2 separate regions of the Mus musculus genome follow, and region 1 is linked to region 2. The links are chromatin contacts, called in public HiChIP or PLAC-seq maps. All regions are on one chromosome and are shown on one strand. Each heading gives the region's core, a stretch centred on a gene start, on an enhancer-like site or on the middle of the called end of the contact. The rest is flanking DNA. Distances are from core to core; before and after follow the strand shown. Region 1 overlaps Gm34196 (a long non-coding RNA gene). Region 2 overlaps Gm52045 (a long non-coding RNA gene).

Region 1 (4,964 bases), core at 1,250-3,749, 770 kb after region 2:
AGGCTACAGAGGAAAAAAAAAACACACATTAATGATGTGTTCCAGAGATAGTTTGTGAACAGTACAATCTATAATGAGGTGGCAGAGAAGTTTTCTTTGTATTCAGAAGAAAGGCCCAGGGACAAGCAGGTCAGCAGTGACAAAGGGGAGAAGCAAGCCTATATTTTCCCTTGCATCTTTCTTCTTTGCTAATTAAAACAAAATGAAAAGGCTAAATTGTTGGAGATTCCATGTAAAGATTTTAGGATAATGAGTTGGAAATTGGTCCTAGATGTTGGGACAGGTTATTGAAAATTGTGACATGCTTTCTCCATTTTCTGACTAAAGAAATTCCCAGAGATGTACAGAAAACTACTACAAACTCTCATGTCAGTTGAGGCGAAGATGAAAATGTACACAAGGTAGAGAAATGGCTACAAAGTTTGGAAATATTTTGGTAAGATGTAACTTCTCCAGATCTATCACTTACATATTAAGAATAATTAAAATGAGTCACTGTATTTATAAAGCTTTGCTTACCACTAACTAGAGAATAGTTATTGCCATGAATAGATAACATACATGACTCGATAAGTTTTGTCTTTGATTTCAAACATTGCAATGATTTCCACAATGAAGCAAATGTTGAGATGAGTATGAGCTGGAGATTTGGTGAGATATGAAACAGGCCTAGGAATCTATTTTATGCTGGAGGTTCAGTACCTGGGAATTCCAGTTGACTTCAGGGTGTTCATTTAGGCTAGTCAAGGAATGGACACATGTCATATGAGTGACTCACAAGGAGTTAAAACTTACTTCATATTCAATGTACAGAGAGGGACACTCCAAACCAGTAACAATTGAGAGAGGAAATTTATCAAAATACACAAAAGCCTTTTTATTTTTCTCTTTGACCAGAGTTTGGCAGCGTGCCTGTTTTCATGGGAGACTCTTGCTTATGATCTTTCCAGGACACAATATGCTACTTTTCTTTTTAACTTTACAAGTTTAATATGAAAATATATTTACAGAACTACTTATACTTTATCTTATTTTCATAACAATGCTTACTAAAATAAATCAGAAAAAATATTCTTTGATTTTTGCTTTTTAAAACACCATGGAATCCTAGGAACTGTGGATGTAGTGATAGAAATAAAAGACTATAAAAGGGAAAATTTTCAGTTCCATAGAAATTTGGGGAAATACACTCAGAGTACTTTGAGATAAATAATATTAGATCATTTGGAATTATCTATCATAGAGCATATCCCTCTCTCTGGTGGTTAGAACATCACCAAGCATGTGTTGGTTTACATAATGAGCAAGATTAAAATAACTTCTAAGAGTCCACATGCTGTCAAATTTGCTGCTATTTTTCCATATGAAGCAAATCTCAGACATTTATTCTCCATAAAATAGGTAAAAAAAAAATCAAAAGCCCTCTAATTGGTAGAAATTCTCAGGGCAGGTCTATAAAGTTCATTAGTGCTCAGACATTTAATAAGCAAATGTCTGCTCAGGGACACCAAATGGCCTCAGTTCCTATTGAACACAAGTCTCTTTTCAAACCATTGATGTGAAATGATTCTATTGACACTAGCTTTTGAAGAAAAACTTTAGTTGAAGGGAACTATGTCCAACATTTATCTCTATTGGTGGATTTTTTTTCATCTTATTTATTCTTCTTTTATTTTGTATGTGAGAAGGAAAAAACAAAGTCAGATCAAACACGCCTATGGAACAAAGCACCAGGATTCACACCAGTGTGCTAGGAATGGGAAGATTTTGCTCCCATTCGCTCTGAAAGGCTCTGATGAATTTTCCCATACCCTATGCACAGGAACAACAGTGGATGCCTCCTCCACTGGAGCACGATGTCTAAGAAATGCATCTCTCACTTCATTTCCAGTGTCCATGCTTTCCTGGACATGTACCTTAAGCTTCTTTTTCTCTTTCAGTTCCTTTCATTGCCAAAACGAAAGGTAACTTTGGGAGTGAACATGAGTAGTGAAACTTAGCTCTGGAGACAAGCAGTAACTTTTCATTTCAGAGTTTTGAAAATAGCTGGTTCTAAATTGTTTAGACGGACTGTTTTTACTTTGTTATGTCATGATATCAGTTGAGTAGAGACGGCCTTCTAGACGTTGCACAGTTTCTCGTCTCTTTGAAGTCAATGCTCACTACATCTCTACTCTCTGCTGGTCCTTTAATCAGTGTCCAGTCTGTCTGATGAGAATAGCCCCAGGATGGAGCCCGAGACCAAGCCATGGGCAGCACCCCTTTGTCCTACTCACATGGATGGGACATGATTCCACAGGATTAGCCAACAATTATATGCTCTGAACTGATCAATTCAGTCAATTTACTGTGCAAAGTAAATTGATCCTTCAGAACAAAGGTTTCTGTCAGCAGGGAGCTACCTGAGAAAGCAGCATGCCTGTGTAAACAGTTCTGTCCTTCTCCCAGTGTGGAGTGGCCCCACGCCATATGGTGCCACTATGAACTTATTAGCTGACGGATTAACTGATCTCTGCATTTGGGATCCCCAGTTTCCAGCTGTGAGAATGATTGATGGGCTAACTACTGCTCCAGTCTTGGAAGTTATTTCCTCCATTTAACAGAGTCAAGAAGACAGAAAATTGCCCCCTTTGTAAATGCTAATCTCACCACTCCTTCGAACACCCAACATAGCAATTTATTCAAGGCAAAGTCTTAAAATTGGTATAGTGCACATCAAATGCATACTAATTAGCAATTTCTTTTGAAGGCTCCATCACTTATTAAGGGTCTCCTTTTCCATATGTTCATCATGCCCCACTTCACCCTTTAATTACAAAACAGCACTTTCAACTAATTGCGAGAAGGTATATTGTGCCTGGAATCTGTATTACACACTATACCTTCTGATGCCTAATTTAGGGTCACATGGAAGGCAGACAGATAAGCAGGCGGAAAAGCTCAGAACCATCATCTGCAATTTTAGGCATATTTGGGCATTGTCAGGATGAATGTTTCATCTACAATGGTGTCTAGGACACTCTTCAGTGGACACTGTGCAGAAGAATGGGGTGAATATTAGGTTAACAATTGGGATCTTTTCCAGATTACAAAGATTATTGGATTGGATTATTTAATCCAACAGAATGATATTACATTTGTTACTTTACAATTTCTTCAATCCCAAATGTTGAAAAAAAACTTTTAAGTCCAATAAGCAGTCTTTTAAGTATAATAGCTGGATTATAGAAGGAAGAATTTTGCAAAATACACTGGAAGGATGCTCAAAAGAAATATTTCCTGTTGTATAATGGTGATGTTTTTCTTTATTAAACCACAGTTCTTATGCAATCTAAATGATCCTAATGGCTATCCCAATTATTGGTCTGCCACATACAGTCTGCCAATGTCACCTTCATCGCAATGCTGAGTGCTAAAGAATGGGACCTTTCTCTTGCTCCTTTTATGTAGTAGTCCCTGAAGAGACTCTGGTAATAATTCTTCCTTCTTAATGTTGGTCCTGAAAGCATTGGTGCAAGTTTAGGCTTCACGAATACTCAGGCTGCAAAATGATGATAGAATCAAAAAAAACTTGATTCATGGTGGTCGAAGATCAGGTGAAGTGTGACCCACACTCCAAAGGAAGTTCATTTTTCATAAGCTCCACAAACTTGATGTCATCACACACACCAGCAAATCAGTCAGGCCCAACCATCCTAAGTTAAGATCATTTCAAGTTAGTTTTCAAAACTGTTCCTAATTGTGAACTAATAGATGGGAGACATAAAAAGAGTGTAAATGGCAAAAAAGTCCCATTTTTTATGGAAAGAAAATTTAAGGACTTTTGAACAGATTTGGGATGTTTGCTGCCTCTAGCCACACAGCCTTTTCAAATCTGAGTTTCATCTCTATATAATAATCATTATTGCTTACTACTAATATTTTATTTTCTAAGTTCTCAAGTTTAGAATTGTCTTACTTGAGATTATGTTCCCAACTGTTATTGACCTAGGATTTTGTTGCAGGGTTTTTGAGGCTGTAATTTGGGGATGATTTGCTTTTGATTCTCAGCTTTACAATCTGGGACTCCTGGTGGCAGTCAGAATTCACTTCAGAGCTTTAGACTAAGTCTGGCTGGCTGGTTTATGAGTCTGCTAGGAAGCAAAGCTGAGGTCTGCTTCCTGCACTTACAGGCTGGGTTGGCATCTATAGTTTATCAACTATCAGCAATACACTCTTCATTCTTATTTTTCTTTTCCCTGAAGAGAACATAAAAAGTTTACTTAATATTTTTATAGAATTTTAAAACATAACCCCAAAATTCATATGAAAGCACAAAAGACCCCAAATACAATTTCGAGTAGCAAGAATGAAGTTGGAAGTACCACAATGCCAGAATTTAAGGCATATTGCATAGCTATAATAATAAAGACAGCCTGGTACTTGTAATAAAGATAAATACAGGCCCATGAATCAAATACTCAGAATTAAACCTATAGCCAATTGCTTTGCAACAAAGGAACAGCATATACCAGAGAACAGAAGGTATGTTCAATGAGTGATGCTTGGAAAATGACAGCCATGTGCAGCTTCACAGCAGTAACAGAATATTCACACAGCACAACAGGTGCTAATAGGGATACAGAGGAAAAGCAAGTCCTACCCACTGTAGGTGAGAATAGAAAATTACTATAGAAGTTACAGGGAACAATATAAAGTTCCTTGCAAAACCAAAAATTGGATCAATCACAAAGTCCAGGAATTTTACTTCTGGACATATATTCAAAGGAAATGAAATCATACCAGAGAGATATAAGCACACCCATATTTATTGTAAAACTATTTAGAATAACTAGGACATAGAACTATCTTGGGTGCCAAATGGCAGATGTCTTGATAAATAAAATATATTATATGTTTTATATATATATATATATATATATACATATATATATATATATATATATATATGGGAATATTATACA
Region 2 (5,645 bases), core at 2,401-4,900:
TTCTTATGAATTTATCTTATATGATTAACAGACAGATGTTTGCCACCAAATTATTATATTTTGCTCCTTAGCATTTCCAAAGGAAAGTATCTATCAAGGCCTCGCTCAGTGTTTATATAAAATGTATTCATTTGACTCTGGAAGTTGAGTTTTCATAAATAAATTTAAAGACAGACATTTGATTTTTCTGAACGAATTAAAACAACATTGGGGAAGTAAAATACTCTGAGATGCTTAATTCTGTTTCTGTTCCATGTGTTTCTATGGGGATAGAGTGAATTTTGGTCATACTGTAAGCTTCAATTGCATAATGTTTTACAAAACAAGAAAATTACAAATGAATGTTTCACATGAGCCCATCTGCTAAATATATAACCCATAAAGTTCATTTTCATGGCTAAATAGATTTAAACAATATTTGGATGTCTTTTAATATTTAGACACTGTTTGTCCAGTAAAACACTTATAGTCCAACTTGCTAGTGATATTTTAACTGAATCAAGATTTAATTTCTAGTATTGAACAAAACATGTTCTGACACAGTACCAGGATGAAGAAACATGACCAGCTGCTTTCTTCTTTCTGGAATGCTTTTCTATGTGGCTAAAGTAAAGACTGCAAGTTGAAATTATGTAAACCCAGGAGAGAGCTAAGAGTCCTCATGTGTTAATAAACAGAAGAGAGTTTTCAAATGGGTTGAAAATATACTTTGTACATTTAATAAACAAAAGGTAGAATAATTCAAATGTCATCTATGTGGAACATGGAAGAAACAGTGTAAAATCTGACACATATTTGAATTTTTATTGTGTCAATGAAACTTTTGAAAATGAATTCTGATATTTGATTTCTTTATGGATGTTTTACTAACTGTAAAACAGTCTTAAATGTGTACAATATAGAACATCTCTCAAAAGTTTTTCTATTTCACTATAAATGTAAATGTATACAAATTAATTTATGGCTATATTCAGAAATATTTATTAATAAAATTTTAGAAAGGCTATATTAAAGAACCTCTTTTCTGAAACTTAATGTATCATTTATATGAATCTATTTATTAACCAAGCAGTTAATAAATGAACATGATGAGTCTATTTAGTTTTACCTCAATTTAATTTGCACACATACACATGTACACACACGCGCGCGCACACACACACACACACACACACACAACACACACACACACACACACACACACACACACACACACACACACACACACACAGAGTCTAACTCAACTAAACATGAGTACAACCAAAGAGTATAAATCATTGCTATGAGAAGAGTGGTGGTCATCTTCTGTGGAGAGATACTTCAGCATTATATATGTATAAGTTTCAAATGTTGACAAATATTATTGTAAACTAGGTCTGCACATGAAAAGTGAAGAAAATCAAGACAGTCCTTTGTACAGTTCATGCTAAATCCTTCACTTTTCCTTGCAATAAATAGTTGAAGCACATGTATTTTACCCTTGAATTATTTGGATGATTGCATCAATTCTTTAGTTTGTGTTATACATGTATATCGAAAGAAACTGTGTTTGCTGAAAGTGGCACTTTAGAAAACATCCCACTACAAAGGTGAATCTTTTAACAACATTGTTATGTTTTGGGTTTACTATACCAGAAGATTTGTTTATTAATCAAACTGGGACCTTAACAAGGGGCAAACGTTTAATGTATTTTCATAAGGAATTATTTCTAAGCAATAAACAATGATATTTAATGATTTAACATACAATTATACATATGTGGTACAAAATAGCTTCTTCCAACAACCTCTGGATCAATGTCCCAGTATCCACCCTTGTCATTTTTTACTAGCAATACCCTCAAACAATAGGTCCTGCTGATTCTTTAGAGAGTATTCTGGTATTGCTTTAGTAACAAAATACTGTACAATATTTAACTGTAAAGGTTTGATCCTCAACCTGGAATCATGAAAGTGTTTGCCCGAGAAAAAGAGAATTCTGAATTTGTTTGATTGGAATGAGGAGTGACATTTTCAATCAAGCCAACTTTTAGTGACTTTATTGTTAGTACATTTAAAAATATGGCTGATATAATGACTTGAATGAACAGTTATTTTGTTGTTTTTAGTGATGGCATGAGAAGTGGATAATAATTGCCCCTCTATTGAGACATCTTGATACCATTCACGTTTACTCAGCTTAAACTTAAGCTGCCACTCAATCATATTGTGGGAGTCTCTATGTCTTCAATGTAACTATTACTATACAGTATTCATGACAAACAGTCTGAACAAGAAAAAGGATTCCTACTTCATAATCATTGTAAATATGAAATTGTCAAGCGAGTCCTAATTAGTCACCGAGATAAAGATAATGTGCAAGTCTCCAAGAGGTGCAACTCACTTAGAACAAAATTCAAATATGCTCCAAAGAGATTAGTGTTTCAGGTCCCTACACTTAATAAAATTGGTGGACTATGTTTGCCAAATAGTTCTGTCAGGCAAGCAACCATAGTTTAAAAGTAATTAAGCAATTTTGCCCTCATCTTAAAATGCCATGTGCAGCAGCCCATGCTTTTGTTGGTTTGAAGTGTATAAGACACTTGATGAAAGTATTGTTAAGTAAAAAAATCCATACAGTATACTTTTTAAACTTCAACAGGTAGAGAATCATTGTAAAACTTGCTTAAAAAAAAAACATCTAGCAAAGCATTTGATTGTTTAACGTTTTTATTATTCAAGTTCTTACCATTTCATACTACTCCCTGGAGAGGGGCTGAGGAAATATTAAAAATACTATAGAAATATAAAGGATAAGATATTTGTCACTCTTGTTTAAATTGATGTATGCTGCTGTCCTATAAACGTCACATCAGATAACCCTGAAAAATTACCATGAATCTCCATAATTACGCATATTCATGATGGTGTTTTGCATACTGCTAACAGCCGAATGCATGTGGGGTGGGACATGAAGGGGGTAAGAATGATGTGACAGATTAAAATTATTACCAGTATCATGGAAATAGACATAGCAATAGTACCATTTTGCTAGGGCTTAGTAAACAAAGGCATATCATGAAATTGTATGTTAATTAAATAAGTAGACATTTTTCTTTTACATATTTTTCCATAAGACACTGACAGGGATAAACTGACCAGAAATGTCATTCTTACTTGAAATATGCTTTTATTTGCCATAAGTTCCTAGGTATAAGGCTATACCAATTGAAGGAGGAGTGTGCTTTACAGCTTTTTTTTTTTTTTTTTTTTTTTTTTAGGATGGTGCTGGGGCAGATGGAGTGAGAGTGACTTTCAAGCTCACTTAAATATGGGAGTTCTTATATGTCTGACAAACTCTTGATGTCCTGAGTGCAAAATATCTAGGTATGTTTCTTGTCTTTTGATAAATATGAAACTAGTTTAATGGTAAACTATTAAAATGCTCTAAGAGACAGAAAAGTTGTTGGGTTTCTATCTAAATAGATATTTTGTGCTGAGGCAAAGAGCAGAGTTAATCTGGGACTCTAGAAGTAATTATCCACAGAGTTTGGGTAATACAAATGCTTGGGTAAACAGCGACTGTTCTTTCCACACGATTGCCAGTAGAAACAACAATACTGGTATTGTCCTCCACTTCTCATTAGGGGAACTTGCGGAGGGGGTGCTGCACTGCGAGGCGGATGGGAAACTGACAGGCAAACTGTGCTGGGAACAACTCTCCTCATCCCACTACCATAGGCTCTGGCTTTTGGCATCAGGAGTGCCAGCTGCATCAGGAGAAGCCAAGCTTGTCATACCATCTTCACATCAAATCTTCAGGGCACAAGAGCCAGAGCATAGTTAGAGCTTAATGAAGAAACAAATACAAAAGAGAAGATTAGGCCTTGTTAACACTTGCATTCACTTCCTTGTATTGAAACTGCACTGGGAAGGGTGTCTTATAGAGCCCAGTCTTCTCTTCAGCAGAGAAGTTACATTAAGGATGTACTTTTGTATTGTAAAAGGGTAGGGCAGGGAGGGAATCTTTCAGTACTCCTGTAACTATCAGCTAGCAAATTGTTTTGTCAAAAATGCCATATGACACAGTGATGTCCATGACAACTGTCAAAATTGGTAAATAATGCTTTTGAAATTTTTATATTAATAATATTGGCCTCACTGCCATGTAAGGCATGTATATGTGGTACCAGTACACTTCTTTGAAAGACTAGGTTGTGAAATTCTGCCCATTGTTGGGAGATAGGAGCCTCCTCAATGGCAAGGAGCATTCATGTTTTGTGGCACTACATTAATTTTCAAATTAGTTGTATTTGAGAAAAAAGGAATCATATTTTTGAAGTTCTCTATAAAGTATCTGGAAAGTTTGACAGCAGAATGCTACAGTTATTTTTTTTTTTTAATTGTTGTCAGCAGTCAGTCAACTACACAAAGGAGTACTGTGTACAGCTAGGATGCAAAACCTGTTTTTGTTTATGCTGTCTACCGCTATACTGTCCTAAAGGGAACACTTATACTTAATGGAATAATCTGCTTTCTCCTCCACACTTCCACACTTGTGCACAGGGTCTTCTCAGAAAAGTCACATCTCTGGTCCTTACACTGTAGACCATGTTGAAGGGAGGCAGGTTATTTGTGAAGGGATCTGAGAGGGTGCACGTTGCTGTATTAGAAGTGAAACACTTGATTTTTACAAAGTCTTCTAAGTCTTAGACACAAGCGCAATGATATAAGCTTGTATGTATGTCAACCTTTGCCTGATCTGTAGAAAAAAGTAAAAATATGGAGAGCTAGGAAGTATTTCAGGAAGTAAGTTCATGGCTGTACTCCCCATAGTCATATACAACTATAGATCAAAGCACAATGCAAACTTACTGCTAAATGAGTTTATTTTATAAGAAAAATACTTAAAATGCACTACAGAAATAGCTGAAAGAAAAGTCATTTCACATCACCCTGTATCAATCCAAGTGAATTCACACCTACTCTTACATAGTGATAGAAAGCAAAGGTGTGTAGTGTAGGTTTTACTTCATAAAGAAAGCTCAGCCTTGTATATAGTTGGATGTTACAGTTCATATGTAACTACCAAATTATGTCCCCACTTTTGAAGGCCATTCCTTGAATTTTCTCTTGTCTAGTATAAATGTGTTCTTTTTGTTTTTTTTTTTTTTACTTATATGACTAAAAGAAAAAACTATTTCTGTAAGACAGAAATGATTTCTTCTGTTCTGTTTGTATCTGATGATACCATCAAACAAATGCCGTGTATCTAGACCTACTGCAATTTTGCTGTTTGGGGTCATTATATTTGCATGATGTGATTTTGTCCATGATATATGTATATCAAATACACATATTATAGATTTCATAGTCCACATACTCCTTGTACTCTAATATCATGGATGTCACCAGCCTAACATGGCTGCTTCTTAAGACCTGGGGTCATGTTGTAGGGAGATGACCTCATCAAAAACACTTCTCAGAGAAAATTGTTACAATGAAATCATTATTCAAATGATGCTTGGTATTTTTTTTTTTGCATTAATTCTCCCATGTTTTCAGACCAAGGACCGCTGCAACCTGAATATTACTGCTTTTTACGTATTAACTTTATTAGTGATCACCATAGTAGTTTATAATTAAATTTGTCAAGCAGATACATA

Evidence for each region. HiChIP or PLAC-seq counts read pairs in DNA pulled down with a chosen protein or histone mark.
Region 1: an H3K4me3 HiChIP or PLAC-seq map of embryonic forebrain shows a contact between it and region 2, with 4 times the contacts expected there. The contact joins two enhancer-like sites. A contact is called at or near these places in 1 of 39 promoter capture datasets (hippocampal neurons), 1 of 484 Hi-C or Micro-C datasets (neural progenitor cells), 2 of 115 datasets of contacts at active chromatin or transcription factors (astrocytes and embryonic forebrain) and 2 of 9 other capture datasets (embryonic tail and embryonic trunk).

What each region holds. Positions count from the first base shown.
Region 1 is chr13:84,636,937-84,641,900 of GRCm38.p6, forward strand. All of the region lies in intron 2 of Gm34196 (a long non-coding RNA gene), which reads right to left. Among named protein-coding and RNA genes, the nearest start is that of Gm34246, 36 kb to the right of the region's middle. Within about 2 kb of position 2,500, at least 20 of the 459 cell types and tissues checked have an H3K27ac peak or open chromatin away from gene starts, as enhancers often do. A contact at or near this core is called in embryonic forebrain, where this site is marked.
Region 2 is chr13:83,869,396-83,875,040 of GRCm38.p6, forward strand. Gm52045 (a long non-coding RNA gene) reads right to left here. Exons shown (of 3, transcript XR_003950631.1): 3 at 3,381-3,828. Among named protein-coding and RNA genes, the nearest start is that of Gm52045, 11 kb to the right of the region's middle. Within about 2 kb of position 3,651, at least 47 of the 459 cell types and tissues checked have an H3K27ac peak or open chromatin away from gene starts, as enhancers often do. A contact at or near this core is called in embryonic forebrain, where this site is marked.